Linked DNA regions of Mus musculus: region 1 is linked to region 2. Evidence: chromatin contacts called from public promoter capture Hi-C data. All regions are on one chromosome and are shown on one strand. Each heading gives the region's core, a stretch centred on a gene start, on an enhancer-like site or on the middle of the called end of the contact. The rest is flanking DNA. Distances are from core to core; before and after follow the strand shown.

Region 1 (4,334 bases), core at 256-2,755, 91 kb before region 2:
GCTCTAGGATAGGATGCTCCCTCGCCTCTGTGGGTGCAGCACTCGCGTGGTACACGTACACACAGGCAAAATACTGACACAGAAAGTAAAACTAAGTAAGTCTCTACTTAATCAACACAGGAAAAGCTTATGTGTATAAATCTTCAGGGGAATGTGATTAAGAACTCACATGCAGTGTGCTCCCATGTTGCCCACAGTGACTTCAATCACTGAGTTGGTGAAGACTTCAGGAAGCAGGAATCCTTACACACTAGGGGTGAGCGTGGGTATTGGTGCCACCACTTTAGAAAGCTGACTGCTATGTCTGAACGATTCTGTCCTGGTGCAGACTCGATGAAAAAGAGAAAGAAAGAAAGAAAGAAAGAAAGAAAGAAAGAAAGGAGGGAGGGAGGGAGGGAGAGAGAGAGAGAGAGAGAGAGAAAGGGAATCTGTCCTAGATTATAGATAGCCATAGTCATAATATCCTAGTCAAGAAATTATCCAGTGTCCATCTGAGTGTAATAAAGTGTGAATCTGTGTGCACACATGCGTGTGCACAATTTTTTATGGTATAGTCATGTAAACGAAAATGATATGCCAATAAAAACACTCTCTTACCTATGCAACTCATACGGGCTCAGTGTGTGAAAAAAAGCCCTCTCCCATAAAAACATCACATATATAATCCTCGAAACCCAGACAGAACGAAACTACAGCCTGTAGGCGACATGCTTGCTTAGCCTCTGAGGACAGGGTCAACTGTAAAAGGTAAGGTAATGTTTGGGAGGACAGGGTGCTAATTGGGAAGAGAGTGGCCAAGGCCTCAGGGTGCTGGCGGAGCTCTCTGGGTTTTGTCTTGCATGATCACATGGGTGTTGGTTTTGCAAAGGGTCATTAAAGCTGAGCTTTTCTGTCTTGGGTGTTTTTCTGTGTGTTATAAATAGTTCACAAAGGAAACATTTTAAAAATAAAAACTAACACAACTTGAAGACCATTTTTTTATGAGTTTTAATCAATCTAAAATTGTCCATTGATTTTTCTATTTTGAGAATTTGCACCTTTCCCCCTTCTGTTGGACTCACACTCTGTTCATAGTATGAGACAATTTTCCCTGATTGTTAATGCGAAATTGTGGGGTTTTTTTCCTTTAACCGACATTATACTTTTTTGGGTTGTGTATGTATAAAGTCTTTTCCCAAGTCCGTCCCTCCTCCCTGCCCCTCCTCTTCTTGTTCTCGCCTGCCCCTCTCTCCCTCCTTCACCCTGCTTTCCCCTGTCTTCCTGATTTCCGATGCCTTTAGATTGACTCTCAGTCCAGCTTTGCTTTTGTCCAGCTATCAGGCACGACTTTTGCTTTCTCCAGCTTTGATTTGGCCAGGTTTCTCTCTCATTCTGTTTTAGCAAAGCTTTTGTGTAAAGATTTAATTTTTCACCTTTCTTGTGTGTTTTCGCTGTTTACTGGGCCCCATTTCTTTCTCTGTTTTCTTTTGGCTTGCTGCTTTTGGTGGCACCCGTCCACTATTAGTTTCCTAAGAGCTCAGGTTTGGAAATGCTTTGCCCCACAGAGGTTCATGGGCTGGAAGGTTGGTCCCCAGTATGAACAGCAATTGAGGTGGGCAAACCTATTAACAGGCCTAGCAGGTCATGACTACATGATGGGACATTGCCAATAATTAACGTCAATGCCCAGGGAGTGGATTAGGTTTCACAAGACCAGGCTATTATAAAGCAAGGCCACTTCCATACTTGGTCTCTTCTGCAGCTGGTCTGTTCCCTTCTGTTTCTCTGCCATGTTTCGCTGGACAGCTCTTACTATATGGCCAGCGCCATGTTGTTTGGCCCTCTTCGTCAGCTAAAATCATGAGCCAAATGCATCTCTTTATACAATATGCAGCCTCAAGTTGTTTTGCTATATTTTAGCATGAAACAGACTGAGCTATTAATCACAGGAGCTAAAGTTTCCAAGAACTTTATCTCTGAAGATATCTCTAATCTCTGTATTACTTACTTCCCTGTTACTGTGATGAAGTACCATGACCAAAAGCCACTTAAGGAAGAAAGGAGTTTATTTTGGCTTACGGTTCCAGGGACCAGAGTCCATCATTATGGAAAAAACATGTGTCAGCACAAGTGCACAAGCAGGAAGCTGGCTGATCACATTTCACCCACACACGGGAAGCAGAGAGTGAGAGCAGGAAGGAGGGGCTAAGACTACAAACCTTCACGCTTGACCCCCCCCACCCCCCGTGACATACTTCTTTTGACGAGGCTCCACCTCTTAAAGGTTCCATGACCTCCCACAGTGCCATTAATTGAGCATGTTCAAATAAATGAGTCTGTGGGAGATATTTCTTATTCTAACCACTAGAGAGTGTCTTTTTGTATATAACACTAGGTGGGTCATCTTTAGGGCATGCTGTGTCTGCAGTGGCCCATGTGTTGGCTGGAAATAATGTATAGCGGGAAGCTGAGAGCACAATTGGAAGTAATGGTTTAGACATTTGGAATTGTGAGAGTTGTGAACATTCAGAGCTTAGAGAATATATGATGTGACATTTGACGGGAATGCCAGTGTCTTTAGGCTCGTTGCCCAAAATGCCTAGAAGAGTGTGTTTTCTTTCTCTTGTCCCAAGACAAAGGCGGGATGTTTGCAGTCTTGCCTCAGAGTGTTCTTGTGGTTTTTCTTATGACCTGGAGCTAAATATCAGCTTTCCATACCTAGAAGTTCTCACACACACACACACACACACACACACTCACACCCCTTCAGACTGTGTTAGGAAACTGATGGTTCAGGGTGTGAGATGTTGGGAATTGAAGATACAGAATCGATTGGTATTTGTGGTGACAATGGGAGGCTGAACACTCTCCTGGGTTTTTTGTTTTGTTTTTATTGGTTGATTTGACACAAGTTAGAATTACCTGGAAAAGAGGAACCTCAGTTAAGGAAATGCTTCTTTTAGGTTGCCTGTAGGCAAGTTGGTGGGGCATTTACTAGATTGCTAATTGATAAGAGAAGAGTCCAGCCCTGTGGAGAGTATATGGAACTCTGAGTGGATGTGTACCGTTGGCTTGAGCACAGCCAGGCCAAGGACCCCAATGCCTCAGACCCATGGGAACAGTAGGGCCTTCTGGTCTGAGGACTGATGTCGTGAGTGTGCAGGAAGTATCAATTACAGGCCCCTCCTATTGGATGACTGCAGCTTGAGGACTGCTCCCCCCACAGACACCCCCTCCTTCCTCAGCAGTATGTGGTAAACTTACCACCTAAACTGAGTTTCTGGGCTGCTAAGGTGTCTCCATCGAAACGCACATCCTACCCACTCCCAGCTTTTCTGTATCTATGTCTGTCATTTCTTTATACCCTGTCACTTCAGTCAGTTCAGTCCCAAAGCCACACAGCTTGCGGCACAGCCTCCTGAAGATGGCGACACCTCTGGGCAGGTGGTCTGAAATGGAAACTTAAGGGTTCTTTGGAAAGTCAGTTGGATGGTGTTTTGCTGGAATAAACACACAAAGGAACGTTTAGCTGAAGCAGACACAGGAGAAAGGATGTTCTGCTAAAGCCAGCATGTGAGAGGACAGGTGATGAAGGATTCTTTGCTAACAACGTGCAATGTATCGGTCCGCCTTACATTGTGTAGTTGTGTACATTGTAGGTGTTTGTCGGGACTCCATAGAGAGAAACGCACCAGAAAAGTTCTGGTGGTGTGCTGCAGTTTCTTGCTGCTTCCAAGGACTCGGGCTGATTGACAGAGTGATGTCAGCTGAGACAGATGCACGTGCTGAGGCAAGACCCATGGAGGACACTTGATGTTTGAAGAAAGTATAAATAGGACTCGGTGGACAATGATAGGCGGAGCTTGGCTTGCTGGCTATGCAATGTTTCCGGGTCTCGAGCCTTCTCTGTTCTTCCTGATCTTTGCTCCCCTAAAAGAGGCACAGTTGAGAGCATCTCATGACATTCCTCCTGGTCCCTCCTGCTGACTCAAGCCAACGCTGAGGCCTGGCTGCCTCTGCTAGGTCATACCATTACTGCTGCTGATTTGTGTTTGCAATCCCGACTCTACTGCTGGTGTATCCGTGAAGCACTTGCAAGTGGATCCAGCTGCTACTGCTGACCTGTGAACCGAACTGCTGATTCCCAGACAACAAAGATGGGAGTTGCTCCAAAGAACCTTTCTAAACAGGCCCACTTCCTACTCCCCCATCCTTCATTTTCCATTACCTCTGATGGGTGGTGGACTAAAAGGGAGGTTAACATGTTTAAGAACCGTCATTTAAAATGAATTAAAAAAAAATTAAAGTTACAGTGGTCCTGCACAGGAAGAGAAAGCAGGTTGAGCAAGCCATGG
Region 2 (3,811 bases), core at 1,201-3,700:
TGGTCAGACAATGAGCAGACTAACGTAGGAAGGGGAGGGTGGAGGGATTTCCTAGAGACACCGGATCAGCCACACACTAGCTGGACTTTCCAGGTATCTGTAAGTTTCAATTAAATCTAAATACATCATCGGAGCGATTTCATTTCAGGAACCAGAGTGTACTATTTATTAATCTGGTTTTCACATAAAGTACCAGGCTTCCTGGAATGACCTTGATGTTGGAGTAGATGGGTATCAAATTAATGCTATTCTTGCATCTCAGAACTTTTTTCTTTTTCTTTGGCACTAGATATGAGCGCTTTTATTTGAAAGCAAATAAATATTTTGGGTTTAAATCAAGTGAGTGTTGCACGGCTACCGTGAATAAGCTCTTTTCATTTTGCCAATGTTTTTTCCCAAGCTGGTAGGATTGTACGACACTGGAGGGAAATCTGTAGTTAAAACTGGAGATACGAGTGCCTGACTGGCTGAGCCAAGGAAAGCTGTAGCCTAGTAAGATTAAAACGGGCATCCAGGGGGCTGGAGAGATGGCTCGGTGGTTAAGAGCACTGGCCGCTCCTCCAGAGGTCAAAGGTTCAATTCCCATCACCCACATGACTGCTCACAACTGTCTATCACTGGACAGAATCCAATTCCCTCTTCTGGTATGCAGACAGACAATCAGACAAAACACCCATATACATAATATAAATAAATCTTTTTTTTTAAAAGTACATCCTGTGGGGCTGGCAGGATGGCTTAGTGGGTAAAGGCACTTGCTGCCAAACGATGCAGGCCAGATGACCAGAGTCCAAATTCAGTCCCCTAACCCAAGTAAAGATGGAAGAAAATAACTGACTCTGTAAGGTTGTTCTCTGACCTCCGTATGCACATGGTAGGCATGCCCTCTCTTACACACACACACACACACACACACACACACACGCGCACATGCACTCATACGTATACTTACAATGATAATAAATAAACAGTAACTGTTTGACTATATCAGTGCTGGAGAATACATGGTTAAGAGCACTTACTGTCTGCCAGACACACCTTTAATCTCAGCACTTGGGAGACAGAGTAAGGTGAATATGAGTTGGAGGCCAGCCTATTCTACATAGTGAGTCCCAGGACAGCCAAGGCTACATAGTGAGACCCTGTTTTGAAACAAACAAACAAACAATCAACAAAAAGAGCACTGACTGCTCTTGAAGAGGACTGGGATTCAGCTCCCAGCTCCTTCATGGGGGCTCTTATCACTGCCCACAACTCCAGTTCCATTGCCTGGACAGCCTATTCTGGTTTCCTGGCTTCTGCACACACATGCACAGACATTGGTGCAGGTTCACACACATACATAAATTAAAAAAAAACTTTAAAAACGATGAAATAAATAAAATAGAAAAGCGTGTTGGGGGACTGGAGGTAGACCTTGGTTGGTGGAGTGCCTGCCTAGCATATGAAAGTCTTAGGCTTAGTCTGAAACACTGTATACACTGGGAATACTCCAGTGAGTATTCAAACGCTCCCAGGGAACGCCTGGAGTCCTTATGGAAGGTGTGAACAGGGCAGGCAGCAGGCACGCAGCCTGGAGGTCTCTGAGTCAGAGCTTGGGAGACTTCTGTAGCTAAGTTCCAAACCAGCTCGGGCTCCATGGGACCATATCCGAATGAAAGGCCTAACCACAGTCAACACAGACCAGAAAGCCTGCAGGACAAAAGCGTATTAAGCAAAAAACTGTTCAACAAAATGCAAGACCATGTGGTCATTTCCCTAAATGCTTCCTCGTTAGTGTTCCGAACCAAGCACACGAGCTCAGAAGGACCAGTGGCTCACCACGGAGCCACATGTGACAGTCAGCTTGCATTGCTTGCTTCAAGACACACACACACCCCCCCCCCACCGATCCCCCTCGGGATCTCACACACGTGCTTCGGAGATGTACAAACAAAAAGAAAATGCGCCCGTTCTGAAAGAAAAACTAGGTAGAAACTTCTAATCTTGTCTCATAAACAATATAGAAATAACTTTAAAATATTCCACTTTAAGCATGCATTTAATTTGTGCTCTGGGAACCAAATAGTGTTGCCAAGATAGAGCATTCTAATAATGATTTATGTAAATTTATTTGTACAAAGTAATGGTGTAGTTGCCTATAGCAAATTGCTTAGAATATGAAATGACATTTATGGCTCCGTCCTCCCCCTCCCCTGAATGAATACATTGGAGAAAATGAGAGAGTCCAGAAAGCAGAAAAGAAACTCAGGTTCAAAATGGAGGCTGCTGCGTGAGGAAGCAGAGATGGCTGGTTAGGTTGTAAAAGTCCTATCTGTGTGATTCTCTGTGATTTCGAGTCTTTTTTTTTTTTTTTTTTTTTTTTTTTGGACAAGAGAGGCCAGAGTCCTGTGTTTTGGGGATGGTGAAATACTCAGACACTAAAACTCTTAGAACAGCCACAGCTCCTTGCCCTAGTTGGTGCCCTGGTGGCTTGCTTACAACATGTGGTACGCAAGGCAAATGTAATTACAGTTAGGCAATTAATCTTAGCCACGAGTTACTCATTACCAGAGAAAGTCATGCTTCAGTCATAAATGAAACCCAAATATTATAAAACAAAAGCCAAGCTACAGAAGTCTCCCAAGATCTGACTCTGAGACCTCCAGGCCATGTGCCTGCTGCCTGCCCTGTTTGCACCTTCCATAAGGACTCCAGGTGTTCCCTGGGAACATTTGATTCATAAAAGCCATGCACACACCAGAGCGGCTGGATGCTTAGGCCTGGTGAAGACTGGCTGCAGTTACCACACCCTGCCCTGTTTCAAAGGATGACTCTAACATCTTTACTCTAGAAGTGATTTGATTTGTTCAGAAAGTACTTTTACTCTCTCGTTTGCTTGCTGGTCCCCATCATTTGGAGGGGGTGGGAATTTATAAGATACATATCAAGAAATTTGAAGGCCATGGGAGTCACAAAACAAGAGAGCAGCAGAGTGAGCCATGGGCAGATTCCACTTGTCGTGTCATCAGCTCCAGCTCGGGCTTCAGCTAAGGGGCCGGGTTGGACATTCTGGACAGCTTATTTTGTTCCAGTCAAAGATCTGCTCATGCTGGGGAGAGGGCAGGTAGAATTGAGTGATAGTGTTTCTGGGCTGTTCTAGAGCTGCGGACTGATTGATGGCTGACGAGATTGAGAGGCCAAATGCAATTGTCAGACCGAATGAAAACAACCCTGGCTTCCAGGACAGTGGGGGAGGACGGGAGGAGGGCTGGTTTTAATCAACAAATATAAGTCTGAAAATGTATGCTAAGGCTGTTTTTAGGGAGTGGTCCTACCAACCCAGTCTAAAGCAGCGGATCCATGTTGTTACTCCCTGTGATGACTAATCTAGATTGTCAACTTTGGGGGTGGGAGGTGGGATTTAGAATCACCATAGAAACAAACCTCTGGGCATGTCTTCCTGGAAGGTTCTACATTAGGTTAATTGGTGTGGGAAGACCCACTCTAAATATAGAGGATGCCTTTTTTACGAGCCGAGGACCCAGACTGATTAAATAGGGGGAAGGAAGCTGAGCAGAAGCATCCTTTGGTTCCTAATCTTGGATACAATGTAGCCACCAGCCTCACCAGCCTCTGCCCCTACCTCCATGGCTTCCCTTCCTCCGCAGGCTGTACGCTCACAGTGTGAGCAGAGAACCCCTTCCCCCAGTTGCCTTTGTTAAAGATTTTATCACAGCAGCAGGCAAGTAACTAATACATCCTGGGACTTATCCTTTCTGCTTCCTGGCCAAATGACCTTGGACATAATTTCTGAAACTTGTTTACTTTA

What was found. Promoter capture Hi-C pulls out the DNA fragments that hold promoters and counts their contacts.
Region 1: a promoter capture Hi-C map of liver shows a contact between it and region 2, with 3 times the contacts expected there. The contact joins two enhancer-like sites. A contact is called at or near these places in 3 of 39 promoter capture datasets (liver and pre-B cells), 3 of 484 Hi-C or Micro-C datasets (cortical neurons and liver) and 1 of 9 other capture datasets (pancreatic islet).

Annotation. Positions count from the first base shown.
Region 1 is chr12:99,533,917-99,538,250 of GRCm38.p6, reverse strand. It overlaps a transcript of Foxn3 not described here. Among named protein-coding and RNA genes, the nearest start is that of Gm26839, 28 kb to the left of the region's middle. Within about 2 kb of position 1,505, at least 3 of the 459 cell types and tissues checked have an H3K27ac peak or open chromatin away from gene starts, as enhancers often do. A contact at or near this core is called in liver, where this site is marked.
Region 2 is chr12:99,444,115-99,447,925 of GRCm38.p6, reverse strand. The region is part of intron 1 of Foxn3 (forkhead box N3); the gene reads left to right. Among named protein-coding and RNA genes, the nearest start is that of Foxn3, 4.1 kb to the left of the region's middle. Within about 2 kb of position 2,450, at least 15 of the 459 cell types and tissues checked have an H3K27ac peak or open chromatin away from gene starts, as enhancers often do. A contact at or near this core is called in liver, where this site is marked.